Regions from separate parts of the Mus musculus genome. Here region 2 is linked to region 1. A link is a contact called in public HiChIP or PLAC-seq data. All regions are on one chromosome and are shown on one strand. The core of a region is the stretch at or near the end of the contact, and the rest is flanking DNA. Distances in the headings are between cores, read along the strand shown.

Region 1 (7,824 bases), core at 2,061-4,560:
ATATTTGCAAGCAGACACGCACAGACATGAAAAGAAATCTTAAAAAGTAAAACGTTCCCATTACTTAGTATATTTATTCTACATTCCTCTCTCTCTCTTTCTATCTTTCTTTCTTTCTTTCCTTCCTTCCTTCCTTCCTTCCTTCCTTCCTTCCTTCCTTCCTTCCTTCCTTCCTTCCATTTCTGTGAGTAGCATTTGAACCCTCTATGAATATTTGAAACCTACAACTCAACCAAGTTTTTCTGTTGAACTGGTGACTAGATAAAAAAAAAATCATTTTTATCTTCTCTCCTTATTTCTGTTTACTCATTGTGTTATGTACATATGTGTCTATTCTCACATATAAACATACAGGTGTCCATGTATCTAAACTTAACCAGGCAGCTGGGTATGGCTTCAAAGGCCGTTAATGTTAACTGCAGAGGTAGAAAAACCTCTGAGTTAGAGGCCAGTGTGTTCTACATAGTGAGTTTCAGGCCAGCCAGTCTAAATAATAATAGAATCTCTCTATAAGGAATACCTAGTAGGAATTGAATTATTTTGAAACAAAAATGAACTGTGTTGTATCTCAATTAAGACTATCTCAAATGAAAGCTATATTATTGGTGGTAAGATTACAGATCAGAGTTGACATAGGATGAGTGATTCTGTATGTAAAAATTTAAGACAATTTTTTTTTTTTTGGTTTTTCAAGACAGGGTTTCTCTGTGTAGCCCTGGCTGTCCTGGAACTCACTCTGTAGACCAGGCTGGCCTCGAATTCAGAAATCCACCTGCCTCCCCCCCCCAACCCCCCCAGTGCTGGGATTAAAGGCGTGCGTCACCACCGCCTGGCAAGACAGGCAGGGTCTTGGTTGACCTAGAGCTCACTATGGTCCAGGCTGGCCTTGAACTCACAGAGATCTGTTTGCCTCTGCCTCCTGAGTGCTGGGATTACAGCAAAGAGAATTTTAAAAGTATAAAAGATAGCTAACTAAGAATAGAAAAAAATGTACATCTAAAAGGAAATAAAAATGATGTATACAGGAGAATGATCAGCCGCAGAGAATGTAAATTAGGACACGATATCATCTTTCTCTCCCCCTTTGCCTAGCAAATTAGGAAGGGCTGAGAACATGCAATGCCATGCCCGACAGGGGTGTGACTACGTGGGGCTTTTGTACATTGTCAAGGGAGCATGAGCTGATGTCTGTTGTAAGCCTCAGAAATCTCTAAAAGGGTTATCATTTAGCCCAGTTGTGCAGCTTCCAGGATCTCTCCTGTAGAACTCACCTCAGCAGCTGAAGACACTTCTGGATATAAGGGAGGCTGCTGGGTACCTTCAACGTCCCACTGAACAGTGAGGTGGACGGTGGTCCCTTGGCCAAACACTGTGCCCTGGTTCACTTACACATGTCACAGGGAGAGGATGCGCCGGCAGAGGGCTAAATGGAGGGAAATCAGCCTTCGGAATTCTATGTGGAACAGTCACTTATATTAAAAAGAAAAAAGGCTGGGTGTGGTGGCACACATCTTTAATGCCAACACTTGGGAGACAGAGGCAGTCCAATCTTTTTGAGTTCAAGACCAACCAGGTTATGTGGAGACATTGTCAAAAAAAAAAAAAAAAAAAAAGAAAGAAAGAAAGAAAGAAAGAAAGAAAGAAAGAAAGAAAGAGGGAAGAAAAAGCAAGATTCTGGTGGCTGGAGATAGTCTGGAAAATAAAAGAGCCAAATGTAAACTATAATTTTCTTCTTTTTTCTTTTTTAATTAATTAATTTAAAACAAACAAAACCTACTTTCAAAATCGTGCTATGATTTGTATCTTGACTGTCTCCTAAAGGTCCATGTGGGACGGCTCTGGTCCCCAAGATAACATATTAAGGCTTGAAAGGACTTGTTTTTTTTTTGTTTGTTTGTTTGTTTTTGTTTTGTTTTGTTTTGTTTTGTTTTTTTTTTTTTTGGATTTTCGAGGCTGTCCTGGAACTCACTGTGTAGATCAGGCTGGCCTCGAACTCAGAAACCCGCCTGCCTCTGCCTCTGTGCTAGGATTAAAGGCGTGCGCCGCCACGCCCGAGGTCTGAAAGGACTTTTGAGAGGTAGGGACTAGTGAGGGAGTCAGGTCTCAGAGGTTGTGTTCATTTTCTTTCCCGTTGCTACGATCAGACAAAAAGGGACAAGGGGTTCATTTTGATTTCTGTGTTCAGAAGTTTAGGTGCATCATGGCAGGAAGGCGTGGCTGAGCTCTCAGGGTAGGACAGTGTGACAGGGTCATTTTACTTCATTGTATGTTAGGGAGGAGAAGGCTTAGGTTAGTCTCAAAGGTCTCACAGAGCTGTCCTATGAGAGGCCTGGAAGGGGACACTCTGAACTTAAATCACAGTAGGGGTCCTCTCTTGAAGGACAGAGTGGGACCTCTACTCTTGTTCTTTCTGATTTTGTTTCTTCCTCATGAAATGAATGGTTTTACTCCATCCTGAGATGTTTCAAACCCCTGCCAGACATTGACATTAAAGGCCTGATGGAAACTCTGACACCGGGAGTCAGATCAAGCCCTTTCTCTTTACATGTTAATTACCTTGGGTATTAGACTGATAGAAAGCAGACAGACACACATTATAAAACTTGAAAAAAAAAAAAAAACTTGAAGCTATCACTAATAACACATCAGGGCACAGGCTATAGGATAAATGAGTGAACAACAGGGATCCCGTTCTGGGGAAAGACAGAAAAAAAAATGCCACTAAGGGAAATGGCTGAGTTTTCCAGAACTTTTAGATATTGACATCATTTAAGCGGAGTCATTACAATGAAGTCTGTGGTATATAATTGAGAATTATCCAGTTACATAGGTAACGTAGGGGTTTTTTTTTCCCTTCCCTGTTTCCTTTTCAATTGCCTGAAAAGCTTCCGATTGTCATGTTCCCTGAGCCACTTTTCAGTCCTTTTTGGCCACCCCTGCATCCCTTTAGCTTCACTTGGGAAGCCAGACGCTTAGAGCCCTCCAAGACTGGAGGCTAGGGACTCCAAATCCTAATTCTTACGGACCCATCATTGCCTGGCTACAGTGATCAGTGACATCAGAAGTTGTTACATGGAAAGTTTACAGCGCTCTTAGCTGAAATGAGCAGACTGGGCAGGCGCGCTGCAGAGTCTGGAGAGAGAAGGCCATTCATTATAAGACATCCGGGAAAAGCTGGAGAAAGATTAGACCGGCCCCTCTCCTCCCTCCTAGCCATCTTCCAGGCTTCAGACAAGCATCTTTCCCTCCTACATGCAGTCCTTGGCTTTCGCTGGACCTCTCACCCTGCTCACGGCCACAGCTTGTAGCGCGTTCTTACTCCTACCCACAATCCCATCTTGTCCTGTTGTACTAAGCCCCATGAGAGCTCCGAGGGCTTATCCAGTTTACTTCTCGCCATTTCGCCAGTACCAAGACCAGAAAGAGGCCTGGTATGCACTGGGTGCCGAATAAATATTTGTTTAATGGATGAATTTTTCCGGTGTGATCTAAACTAGAGAAAGAACTCTTGGCACAGAACCAAATACTGATAGCTCTGTAACCTACTAAACGCTTTATTATTTTTTTCCTTTAGATTTTTCATTCCAGCTTCACACACACACACACACACACACACACACACACACACACACACACACACACACACACACTCATGCACTCACGGACGCACGAACGCAAGCACGCAAGCACGCAAGCACACATACACGTACTTACGCAAACCCTGCAGGTACAGGTGCATGTTCTTTGATTTCTTTAGCACTCACTAAGTTCAAGAAGATTGTACTTGGCCTGAGTGATGAAAACAGGCTTCGCTTTAGGCAGACATTTGAAACCCCAACTAAGCGCCTTTTAAAGCCCCTTAGAAAACCAAATGCATGCAAATAGCGCTTTCCTGAAAACACAGGTTAGCACACATTAAGAAACGACCGCAAGCCAGGCGGGCTTTCTGGAGACGCTCTCCCCCTCCCCCAGGCTCGGTTTTCTGAGATTCCTAATCAATGCTCCCACTTAGCATATCTGTCATTCTGAAATCCCCACTTCCTTGCCTTTTGTAAACTCAAAATTCTTGGAATTCAACTTAGAGGCCCAAAGCACCTTGTACTTCTTTGCACTTAACAGTTATTGAGCACGTGGCTAGGAGCTGACCCGAGTGCAAACGGAGAGATTTTAATCTTTCAAATGAGATTGCACCTGCACTCTGAGGAAGCTAAAGGGAGTTTACAGGATGATTAGCTCATGGTCTAGTTGGGACTTCGGGTCCTTGTGAGGAAGTCCTTGGCCTGGTAAGTCTTAAGCACCGACTCTCTCTCTCTCTCTCTCTCTCTCTCTCTCTCTCTCTCTTAGGAACGTTTCATGAAAATAACTGTACACTGTTTGAATGAAGAAATGAGAGGGCATCTTCTCAGAAGCTGAGGTAGTCTTTCTTCTGTAATGAGCTTTGAGTAGCAGAGGGATAAAGCATTGGTCTTCCAAATATAACAAGGAGGACAAATGAAAATATAAAAGAGAGATTTGAGATGGAAAAAAAAGAAGAAAATAAGAGAGATAAGAAAAGAAGAAACAGCTAAACGTGTGCCTACCCTTTTATGGAACTTTTCAGGGAGAGAATTTTGAGGTGCTCTGACTCCCCAGATAAGAGCTGATTCCCTGTTTGCAGAGGAACACACACACACACAGCTTTCCATCTCCATGTTTGGTGCCCACAGCCTCATGACAGATCTTCCATGGTGGTTCTTATGACGTTGTGCAAAGCCCCTGGAAGACTCCTTCTGCAGGTCACTTCCCTAAACCTGTGTTTAATGGGGAGGTGGGGAGAAAGGAGGGAGAAAAGGAGGAGGGAGAGCCACCTGGAAGAAGCACACCTCCACATATACCCCTGCATGCCTTCTCAGGCAGGTCCCACCTGCAGCCTGTGGCCCCCATGCACAACAGAATAGTCCTGAGTGAGGCTCCAAATGCAAAATCATAAACTTATTTAAAACATTATGAGAATTATTTTTGCTTTTTTGTAACTCAGTTGCAAAATTCTCAAGTGTGAACTTTGTTGATAACTACGTTGTGCTACAATGTTAAAAGGCTAGACATATCAGCAGGGCCACCTAGTGCTAGACTTAGTGCTAGAGACAGAAAGGATGCTAGCAGTAGAGAAACCATTAGTGCGGTATTCAGGGGTAGAGTGCTTCTGTCCCTACTGAATCAATTGTCTCTGCTTTCGCAGAGTTTGACCTACAGAAAAGAGTAAGTGACTGGGTGCAGGACTCAGGCAGGAAAGCTGGGTGGCCAGTATCCTCGTGAACTGGAGATCCACAGCATGGAGATCTGTGCTAAGAGGCTCAGCAAGTGCACGGATGCTGGTGGCCGAGCAAGTTCTTTTCTAGAGATATAAAAAGAAGTCATTGAAATGAGTGGTTTTTCACTTTTGCAATCTTATTAAGAGTTCATAAATCAGATCGGAAAAGTGGTTCAATGGGTAAAAGTGTTCATGTTTGTGAATGCCAGAGCCCAACATGTAGAAGGTGAGAACTAACTCCCGAAGACTGTCATGATGCACCTGTGCTTCTTGGCATGCATGCACAGGCATGCACGCACACACACACACACACACACACACACACACACACACACACGTCACACACTCTCAATAATTTCCAAACTGATCAAACCAGAGAAAGTCTTTAAAAAGTTATAAACCATCATTTATTCACTATGATGAAAGAATCACCAGAATGCTGGACTGTTTCCAGAATGTTCTTTTGCGCTTTCTGCAAGTCCTGTCCTCCAGCTGATAGTTGGTACAGGACAAGATGAAACTCTGGCTGTTTCTCTGGGTCTCACCAAGGGCAATGGCAGCGCACAAAAGCAATGCAAATGAGTAATCTCAAGACAGTTTTCTAAAATCAAGACCATCCAGTGGTGGTTTTGTTTTGTTGTTTACTTTATGCTTGTGGGTGTTTTCTCTGCATGTATATATTTCCACCATGTATCTGTCTGTTGCTTTTGGAGGACAGAAGAGGGCATCGGAACCCCCTGGACTGGAGTTGCAGATGGTTGTGAGCCACCACATGGGTGCTCGGAGATGAGCCCAGGTCATCTTGAAGAGCAGCCATTGCATTTAACTGCTGAGTCATTTTTTGAGTCCTGGGTGTTTTGAGACAGGCAAGGGCACAGATGAAGACAATTCCTAAAGGCCTTCTGAGTTTCCTGGATTGCCACATGTTCCTTTGTATTCATGTGTGCCTCATGACTTTCATCAAACGATGGGAACAGGGGACAGAAAATGGAGAGATGAGGCTGGGCTTAGATTGGGAATGATGGAGGCCACGTGACATCTCCAGAAGCAAGCAGAATTGTTCCTTTAATTGGGACAACTAAAGGGCTGCAGGCTCTGCACAGGGGGTGGAGTCTATGCACTCAGGGTACAGGAGGCTTGGAGAGATTTACAGGACTTTAAAGGAGACTTTGCTAATGGAAGATACCATCTACCCATCAGTTCCTGACAGTCTCAAAGTGGAAGGTATCACTCAAAGACATGCGTTGATCCTTTTATTGGAAGTGTTCCAGAACTTAACAGTCCACTGGTGTTATCATCAGTTTTCCTGTCCTAAGTTTCTCAGTCCACCTGAGCCTTTTAGGTTATTAACCCTTCGGTGAGGACTGCAAAGCCACAGTTCTGAGAACGGCCTTGCTGGAGGATAGCAATGCCAGAATAGAGTCCTGGCTCCTGGCTTCCTGCTATCACCAGTCCTTGTCTGGAAGGTGCACACAGACAGGTACCTGGGTACCCCAACACCCCACCACAGTTTCTTTCAAGTCCTTTCAAAAGCTTCCAGATTAGCAACACAATGGTATTCTACTTCCTGCCCTATATAAACTCGGCCTTTTCTCTCTTGTAAGCTTCCATCTACCTATAATAAAGTTCAGTCTAAAACATACCCTCGGTGGCCTGTAAATTTCACTCTTCAAATTTGCAAGACAAGAAGCAAGAGGTCACTGGTTCCAGAGTGGCTTTGGCAATAGCTGTCAAGTGTTCCAGGACCCTGGTTCACCAAGGGCGAAGAAAGGCCAAGGCAGTCTCAAAGACAACCCAAATCTCCTGTATCATCAATAAGATAAAAGCACTCTCTTCGTTTCTTTCCATTTCATTTGTTTTGTCCAATTCTGGTGTATCAGATGTTACTACTACTACCACTATTACTATTCTTCATTAAAAGCCCATTTGTTTTCTAATGAGAGACAGAAAGGGAGTAGATCAGGATGGGAAAGGAGGTGGGAGGAACTGGGAGGAGAAGAGGGAAGGGAAACTGTAATCAAGATAATGGTATGTGAGACAAAAACCTATTTTCATAAAAGGAAAAGAAAAAAATAGAAAAAGACATCAAGCAAACCAAAACAAATGGAGTAAAGCATTGCCAAGAGGCTGGGTGGTGCATGGTTTTAATCCCATCAGGTGTATCTCTGGGTTCGAGGCCAACCTGGTCTACAGAGCGAGTTCTAGGACAGCCCAGGTTCTACAAAAAACTCCTGTCTAAAAAAAAGGCACTGCTCCTGCCAATACAGATCTGCAAGAATAAATTGTTTATTAGGATTACAAACTTTCATCCTGGGAGCTGTTCCCCAAGGCGGCAATGTATGCCAAACATTTGAAATCCCTGCTTTATACTCACAGAGACAAGTTCAGTACCTCATCCCTAGCATTTTAGCATCAGTAGCAGAGCCAGGGGGAAAAATCAAACCCCGATAAAGCACAAGTCTCCATGTACGATCCCAGGCACTGATGGATGGAAGAGCGTCCGATCTGAAAGGGGCGGCAACATGGAGGGTTCC
Region 2 (7,824 bases), core at 3,873-6,372, 840 kb after region 1:
AGAAGCAGTCAGGGAGTGCAGAGAAGTCTAAACATTGGAAATATGACTCTGAAACTCTTGTCTAACTGCCATGAACTCTCCTCATGTATCTCTCCAAGTCTCAAAAGGAGCCGTTGCTGCCCAGTTCCACCCATGCCCTTAATCTCTGCCAGGTTGAACCAGTGGTTCTTAGCCTTCCCAATGTTGCCACTGTTTCGTACAGTTCCTTGTGTGCTGGTCTGTGTACTGAGGCTATCTACAGAGATCTCTGGCCCAGCCAGGTGGGTGGGTTCAAACGAAGGGGAAAGGTCACGAGCAGGGAGTAGTGCTTCTGACACCTCCGCTGCTGGCTGCTGCTGGCTGCTACTGCTGCTGCTCTGCCACTATTGGCTCTGAGACACTGCACTGGCTGCGCTGAGCTTAGAGTGCAGGGCAGCTTCTGGTGGTGAAAGCTTCAGGATAGCAGTTCTCTTCCCAGGCAGTGCTACAGCTCTTGTGGCAGATACTCTCAGATGATGGAATAATTCTCACACCTTTATTCCTTCTGGATAGGATCTTATATACAGTTTGGGGGTGGATTGGGTCTGACAGCAGGTGATTCCTATTGGCTTGGTCTGAGATGTTAGGGATGCCTCATCTACATGTGGAGAGGCTTGGGGGCACTGGCCCCACATGACTGATGTCCATAATTCTCTCGGGGGTGAGAGGGCTGTGGCTATGTGACAGGGGCCTGGTGCCAGGAGCAGGTGAAGCTCCTACCATTCCTTCAGGGTCCCCAGGGCTTCAAGCCTTCGTTCAACCTTTACCAGGCTTCCTCTCATGATCCACCACCCCACACTCGTGTTGTTTCCCAACCATAAAATTATTTTCATTATTTCTTTATAACTTCAATTTTGCTACTGTTATGAATTGTAACATAAATATCTGTGTTTTTCTGTGGCAGTTTGGGGTTGTGACCCACAGGTTGAGAGCCACTTGGTTAGACCCTCAAGCCTCTATTTGACTTCCTCCTTTTCCACATATTACACACAGGGAGGCAGAGTAGCCTACGGAGGAGAGCAGACGCTTTCCCCAGCCAGCCACAGTCCTGGTGTGGAGTGGATGGTGTGACAAGTCCACCAGAAATAATCCCAGTAGTGCATACACAAATAGCAGGTCCTGCTGAAGGAACAGCTGTCCCTGAAAACTGAAGAGCTTTCGAAGATGACCACCAACCATAGACAAATGAAAGGATGCATTGGATCCTACATGCAGGGATCCCGAAAGATGTCGGTAGGAACTGAGACATATAAGCAAGATCACAATCCGACATGACTGGAAGAAAATGACTTTTACAACCCAACGACAGCAAGGATGGGGGAACCCATTGAGGGGTAACATAGAATCAGAGATTCCCACGTTCATGTCCTCCTTCCCATATACACAGCACCATCCAGGAAAGGAGTCCAGAAGGAGAGCAAATATAGTAACTTTACAAATATAAGTATTTCATTAACTGAATGAATATATAAAACCTGAAGGAATTGTTTCTGTACCTGCTTCAGACCACCAATGTCAGAGTTGACTCTTTTTGTTATAAATGGCTTCCCAGTGGTGAGGGGAATCGGGAACCCCAAATCTTGCTTAGAAGAAAAAATGAAGAAATTACCTGGCTTTTTGCTTGAGCCCAGCATTAGGAGCTCTATAACCCCAGTAACTAATAAGCAGAACACAAGTTCCATTCCCATAAGGACTATTTTCAGTGTGATGCTGTCATTTCCATGACTGATAGCCACAACCCTTTGTCACTTCTCACTACTACAGGAATAAGCTCACACACAAGACTCTTGAAGGCTCATAACTTCGATGTGGCTTCTCATTCCTACTTCTTGTTCAGGAAGCCACGAACTCTCTTCTTTCTATACTTCTCCCACCTACAACATCTGCCATGTGGCAGTCAGTAAAGCTGTGAGGTGTGATGGACAGTCAACAAAAATGGGACGCAACAGGTTCTTCTCCCACGTCATTAGAGTACACACAGCCTGAGCTATGACACCATCCTAGTATTTCCCAAACACTATGTTGATGTACTGTAAAGAGATTAGCCAGCAAGGACTATAAGGAAGACTGGGACAGCAGCCATAACACCACGAGAGTACAAATAAGGGAGTTCAACAAATCAACTGATATGAGCCATTTGGAAGCAGATTTGCCAAGAAAGAGTCAGAGTAAGGAAAGGAAGAAAGAAAGACAGAGTAGGGCTTGGGCCAGGCTTACACAACAAGAGCGAAGCAAACACACACACACGCACTAATCTGTTTTGTCAGGGTAGCAGCGGCCCCACATCAACAAGCTGACATCACTGGGAGCAGTAATTATGGAGTTATGCAGTCTCTGGGGCTTAACAAACCTGAGCATTCACCAAGGGCAAGCTTTTTCTAAATCCGCCCCTACTCCACTGTTCCAGTGTTTTAAGTTCATTAACTACTCAAGTAAGCAACAGGCTCTTCACTAAGTGTGCAAATAGGTCATGCCAGCAACAGCAAATGCCTTCTTCCTTGTTTTTCTTTTTCCAGCACTGGGCATGGAACCAGGGGTACGGCACATGCTAAGCACAGTATCACTGAGCTATGTCCCCAGCCCCATAAGTGTTATTTTTACATTAAGAAACAAGTAGAAACAACAAGTTCAGGAAGAACAGAGGCCTTTAGTCGAAAGATTCTCAGTCTAAACATGAACTTCCTAAGACTCAGAACGTGCAAATTTTGTACTTAGGATTTAGCTTAACTAAGTACTGCTAAGCCAAATTCAATAAGCGAAGACAAACATTTTCCCCCAAGGACTCCTTCAAACGACCTTAATCTCTGAGCACTGATATGAATGTAGACAACCTAGAAAAACATACACGAAGAAGTCTGAAGAATGTCACCAAGAACTGTGGCATCTGGGGTTGGCCATGTAAGAGAGGTGGTGTTTCCATAACAAGGAAACAGCAATAAACACAAGCTGTTCTGCTGGCTGCCTGAGGATCTCCCTGGGGCCACAGTGCTCTCCAGCAAACACAGCTTGAGCAAGACACCCTTGCTTGGAGAAGTGGGACCTTGTTTCAGTAGCCTTATCTGCACCCAAATTTGCTCAAGTCAAAATAACAAGCACAATCAAACCTTGGCCCACACAGCTGTGCAATGTGTGTAAAATCATACACAGAAAAGTAATAAGGGATGGCGGACTCTGGTTCAAATTCAGGTCTCTGCATTGACAATATGGTCAGCTCACCATATGCGCCAGCTCAGAATCTATAGACTCAACAAACCTCAGATGAAAAGTATTTGGAAAGAAAATGTGTCTGCAACAAACATGGCTAGACTTTCCTCTTGTCATTAGTCCCTAAGCGATACAAGAACTATTTACATATCATTCATATGGTGGATGCTGGGTGTGTGGAGCATCCTTACATCACATCAGAGAGGCAGAAGTCACACACAAGATCTCACGTTTCAGAGCAGCCTAATTTATATAGTAAGTCCAAGACAGCCTGGGCTACAAAGCAAGACTCTGTCTCCAAAAATAGAAGGATAAGGTACAGTGTTGGAGTGTTTGCCTAGCATGCACAAAGCCATGGGCTCATGGTCAAGAATGAAAGGAGAGAGAGAGAGAGAGAGAGAGAGAGAGAGAGAGAGAGAGAGAGAGAGAGAGAGAGAGAGAGAGATCTACACAGATGCCACACATTGTTTTATAACATGACTAGAACACTTACACTTACAGATCTTGGTATCTTCGTCTCCGGAACAATTATTTCAACTAATGAGGAAGAAATTGTCACAAAGCAGTATTTCTCAGGTAATTCATTATTACTTTAGGAAACAAATTAATGGTTAGGATTAATTTAGGAAATAAAGATATTTGGTGGATGGTCGCTTATCAGTTAAAGGGGGGGGGGGAACCCTATCACTCCCTGAGATTTTTTTATCTTCTGTGGTAGTTTGCATGAAAATAGTCCTCATAAATTCATGTTTGACTTCTTGGTGCCCAGTTGGTGGAACTGTTTGGGAAGGATTAGGAGGTGGCCCTTATTGGAGGAGGTGTGTCATGGGGTGGGCTTTGTGGTTTCAAAGCACACTTTTGAGTTAGCTCTCTCTGCCTCCTACTGGCACATTAAGATATAATCTCTTAGATATTTATGCCACCGTGTCATTTCCCTGCTAGTCGTGGATTCTAATCCTCTGAAACTCTAAGCCCAATTAAATGCTTCCTCTTATAAGTTGCCTCCTCGGTTGTGGCGTCTTATCACAGCAATAAAAAAAGTAACTAAAATAACTTCCTAAGGGCAAGTGAATCAAATTCAGATTGGTCTTTATTCCAAAAGACCATGCAGTTTAAAGGAGACAAGATTCTCCTCTTTCTTAAAATGAAGCTGAAAGCAACCCATATTGTAAGGGGCATCACTCAAGTGTATGGTGAGGAACTCTGATTGGCAGGCACATCACCTGTCAGTCACAGAAAAAGTAAAATTTCTTTACATTGTTAGCCTAACTTTGTGGACAACATCAGAACAGCTTTCTTTGAAAATCCAAAGCCCCACATTTAAGGGTTAATTGTTAGGGGCTCCAACAAACAAAGAACAGCTTATTGTTCCTCGCTGCACTTGGGATCCGCCATACAATGTACTGTGTATTAGACTGTATTAGAATGTGCTGTGATCTTTAGTTGAAACCCACCTTTTCAGTAAGGCTTCATTTCTAAACATCCCTGAACTAGTGATAAAATAACAAGAATAAGAGAAGCCTGATTGCGTGGTGAAGCTTTGCCTTCGGTAGTTTTTCTTTTGTTTCTCTTTTGTCTGAAAGACATCCACACTGCCTTCCTATTGGAGGGACTCGCCCATTGTGAGTGAGTAGGTCTTGGTGGCAGGAGAGACCCTACCTCACAATGGACATTTCCTTCCCTGCTCCCTGGAAGTCATGTGACCTAGGCTCAGCTGTTCCTTCCCAGGCTGTGAATTTGAATAGAACAACACAAAGATTGAGTCCTTAGAGACTATTCACAAAGAGTTGCAGGAAGCCACATGGGAGGGAGTCAGCAAAGCACCTCAGAGCCACTGGACTAGCTCTGGAGCAATTGTGGCCTGTGCAGACTCTACAGTTTCAATGGCAGGGCCTTGTGCCATTCGTTCCTGCCTCTGTTCTCAGCCTGGGCTTCCAGCCCTCTCCCATCTACATCACGGTCTGTCTAACGCCGAGTTCTATTGCTTACAATACGGGATGTGACTCACCCAAGGGGAGAAGTGTTTTCCATCTGAGCCGTAAGGAGTTAATAAAGCTCAGGGCGCAGCCACTTGGAGGACAATAATAAAGCCCTCCATGCAAACACCACACAGTCTGAGAAACTTTACTTTCCTTTAACACTAGCTTGTTATGAAGAAAAACATTCGGCTCAAATATTTACTCTATGAAATTAATCTCTGATGATGGAAATTGAAACAAAGTTTACTTTGGGGGAGTAGAAAGACAGGGAAGGGCAGTCAAAGAGCCTGGGCACGCCAGAGGAGCTCTGAATTTTCATCAGGGCAAAGGTGGCATGCACATACATATTTGCAAAGATATTAGGTGGAGATCCATGCACATCTAATAATCGAATGCATATCATTTATCTAAACAAACACACATACATGTGGAATCATAAACACACAAACAAAGAAGTATGCCCAGATGTTGCTATCCACACCACGGTGTGGATCATTAGACACTTAACGGTCTTAGCTGGCATTGTTGTCTCCCCTGAGCTTGGATTTTCCCAGGCACTCTAGCCTGATGCTAGGTAGCCCCCAGTGGATACTTGCCAATGCTCAGCACACTTTGGAGATGATGGGTTTACGATTAACTTTGGTTTTACCACCTTTTTTTCCCACACCTTCAGCTTTTTCATCCAACTTGGTGATCCCAACACGGATGCTGGAGCTCTGTCATCTCCAAGTCACCATCCCACAACACGCAAACCTCGAAGCTGAATCCTCTGCCCTTCAAATCCCCTTGTTTCCTTTTCTATGCAAATGACCTTGATCACCTCACTAACTGATCCCAAAGATAATTATAGTTCATGCCCACTGCTGACCCAGTGGACTTGACGTGGCCAACTACTAACCACCCCTCTCCTTATCCCTGGGAGGAAACTAGGATACTTAGGAGCCAAACACTTCAGCTCTGGAAGACAGCTTGACCTGAGTCTCCCAAGGAAAACCATCCTATTTACAGCTAAAATCCAAGGCCAGTACAACCTCTCCTCTACCTTCATTTTCCCTCACAGTGAACTGATGAACTAATGATTTCTGTTTAAAGACATCCATTGCCTTTCATGTTGTCTCCCCCATTCCCTTCCCTTCCTCTTCTTCTTACAGCAAACATGTTTCATGAAGAGTATCAGAGCAAGGCTTCTTTCACCCGAGCTCTACATTAATCCATATCCCCTCCTTCCAGACAAAAATAGAGAATATTTGACTCACCATGGAAAGTCCATGGTGACTTTATACACAATACACACTCTCGATGGGCAATCCTGGCTGACACCCAAAATGACATGCTTCCATTTTTTTTTTCAGCTTTCTGAGTGGTAAGCTTCACACATACCTTATGACCTCATCTGGGAGAAACCTCTACTAGAAACCTCTACGTGTTCAGACTCGAAGCCAACAGACTGGAAAGACACTGGTAACCTATTTCCTCTCTTCATGCTCACTGTCCGCCACAATCTGTGCCTGCAGAGCCCACCCTTCTAGACTCCCAAGAGGCAAAGTTCAGTTGTGTCAGTAAGAAAACTGTCTCTACTGCGATCTGACCCTTTGTCCTGGACCCTCAACAGCAGTCAGCAGCCAGAAAACAAGAGGAAAGAGGGGAAGTTGAAGGGGAGAGGGGAGGCAGATATAAGGGGAAAAATGCTTTAAAATGCTGATGTGAAATGCCAGTAGTCCCAGGAGAATGGCTGTCTATGAGTGGCTGGAACTGATCTGTTGGCTTGTTTGGGCAATGAGTGTAGCCCCTGATAAAACTTCGATAGGAAGGTTAATTTTTTCACAATTAAAATAACAGCAATATTATCAAATTTTTTAATAAACATATATTCTCTACCTGGGAATTTAATTGGTTCCTTTAGGGTTATTACATTTCCTCCATTTGCGAATGAATAAGAAAGGGCATATAATTACATGTGGGGATACTACAAGAAATGGTAAATAAAGAAACCCCTCTTTTACCAGTGCTCATTTTGTTTATATCTAAATAATTATTTTTAGCCAATCAATACACAAAGTAATGCTATCCAGGATCAGAAGAGAGCTATAGTGTTGTACAACCCACTGATTGCTATCTGAGTGGCTGGAACTGATCTTTGGTTTGCTTGGGCAATGAGTCTGGCCTCCTGAGAGAGAGAAGGGAAAAGGAAGCCAGCCCATGCCCTGGGTAATGAGCCCAGAATGCAGGCGAGCAGTGGAAGCATGACTCTGGCCCAGGAGCTGCTGCGTGAAGACTTTCCTGTCCTATGTGCCTGGCATGCTGAGAGCTCAGGGGAAAGCTCACCGAAATCTTTGCCCTTTCCAGATGCCTAGCTTCGACTTTTTCTCACTGGCTTACAAGGAAGAGCTCTATACAAACTGGGCCAAGTTTGCAGGAAACCACAGACCCTGCCCATTGCAGAAATCAGGCAAGCTTTAGCAGGACCTAGCCTGGTCCTGGTCCTGGTCCTGTAGATACCAAGCCATTCATAGAGAAGAAAAAGCATCCATTGTACCAAGAGGTAAAGAAAAATGAATAGCAGTAAGGGCATCCTCATTTGGCACCTTACATCAGTACAAACAAAACAACAACAACAACAACA

The links. HiChIP or PLAC-seq counts read pairs in DNA pulled down with a chosen protein or histone mark.
Region 2: a FOXA1 HiChIP or PLAC-seq map of pancreatic cancer cells shows a contact between it and region 1. The contact joins two enhancer-like sites. A contact is called at or near these places in 1 of 115 datasets of contacts at active chromatin or transcription factors (pancreatic cancer cells) and 1 of 9 other capture datasets (embryonic stem cells).

What each region holds. Positions count from the first base shown.
Region 1 is chr13:97,279,006-97,286,829 of GRCm38.p6, forward strand. No RefSeq gene overlaps it. Among named protein-coding and RNA genes, the nearest start is that of Gm33390, 16 kb to the right of the region's middle. Within about 2 kb of position 3,311, at least 31 of the 459 cell types and tissues checked have an H3K27ac peak or open chromatin away from gene starts, as enhancers often do. A contact at or near this core is called in pancreatic cancer cells, where this site is marked.
Region 2 is chr13:98,115,594-98,123,417 of GRCm38.p6, forward strand. The region is part of intron 2 of Arhgef28 (Rho guanine nucleotide exchange factor (GEF) 28); the gene reads right to left. Among named protein-coding and RNA genes, the nearest start is that of Gm34469, 52 kb to the right of the region's middle. Within about 2 kb of position 5,123, at least 32 of the 459 cell types and tissues checked have an H3K27ac peak or open chromatin away from gene starts, as enhancers often do. A contact at or near this core is called in pancreatic cancer cells, where this site is marked.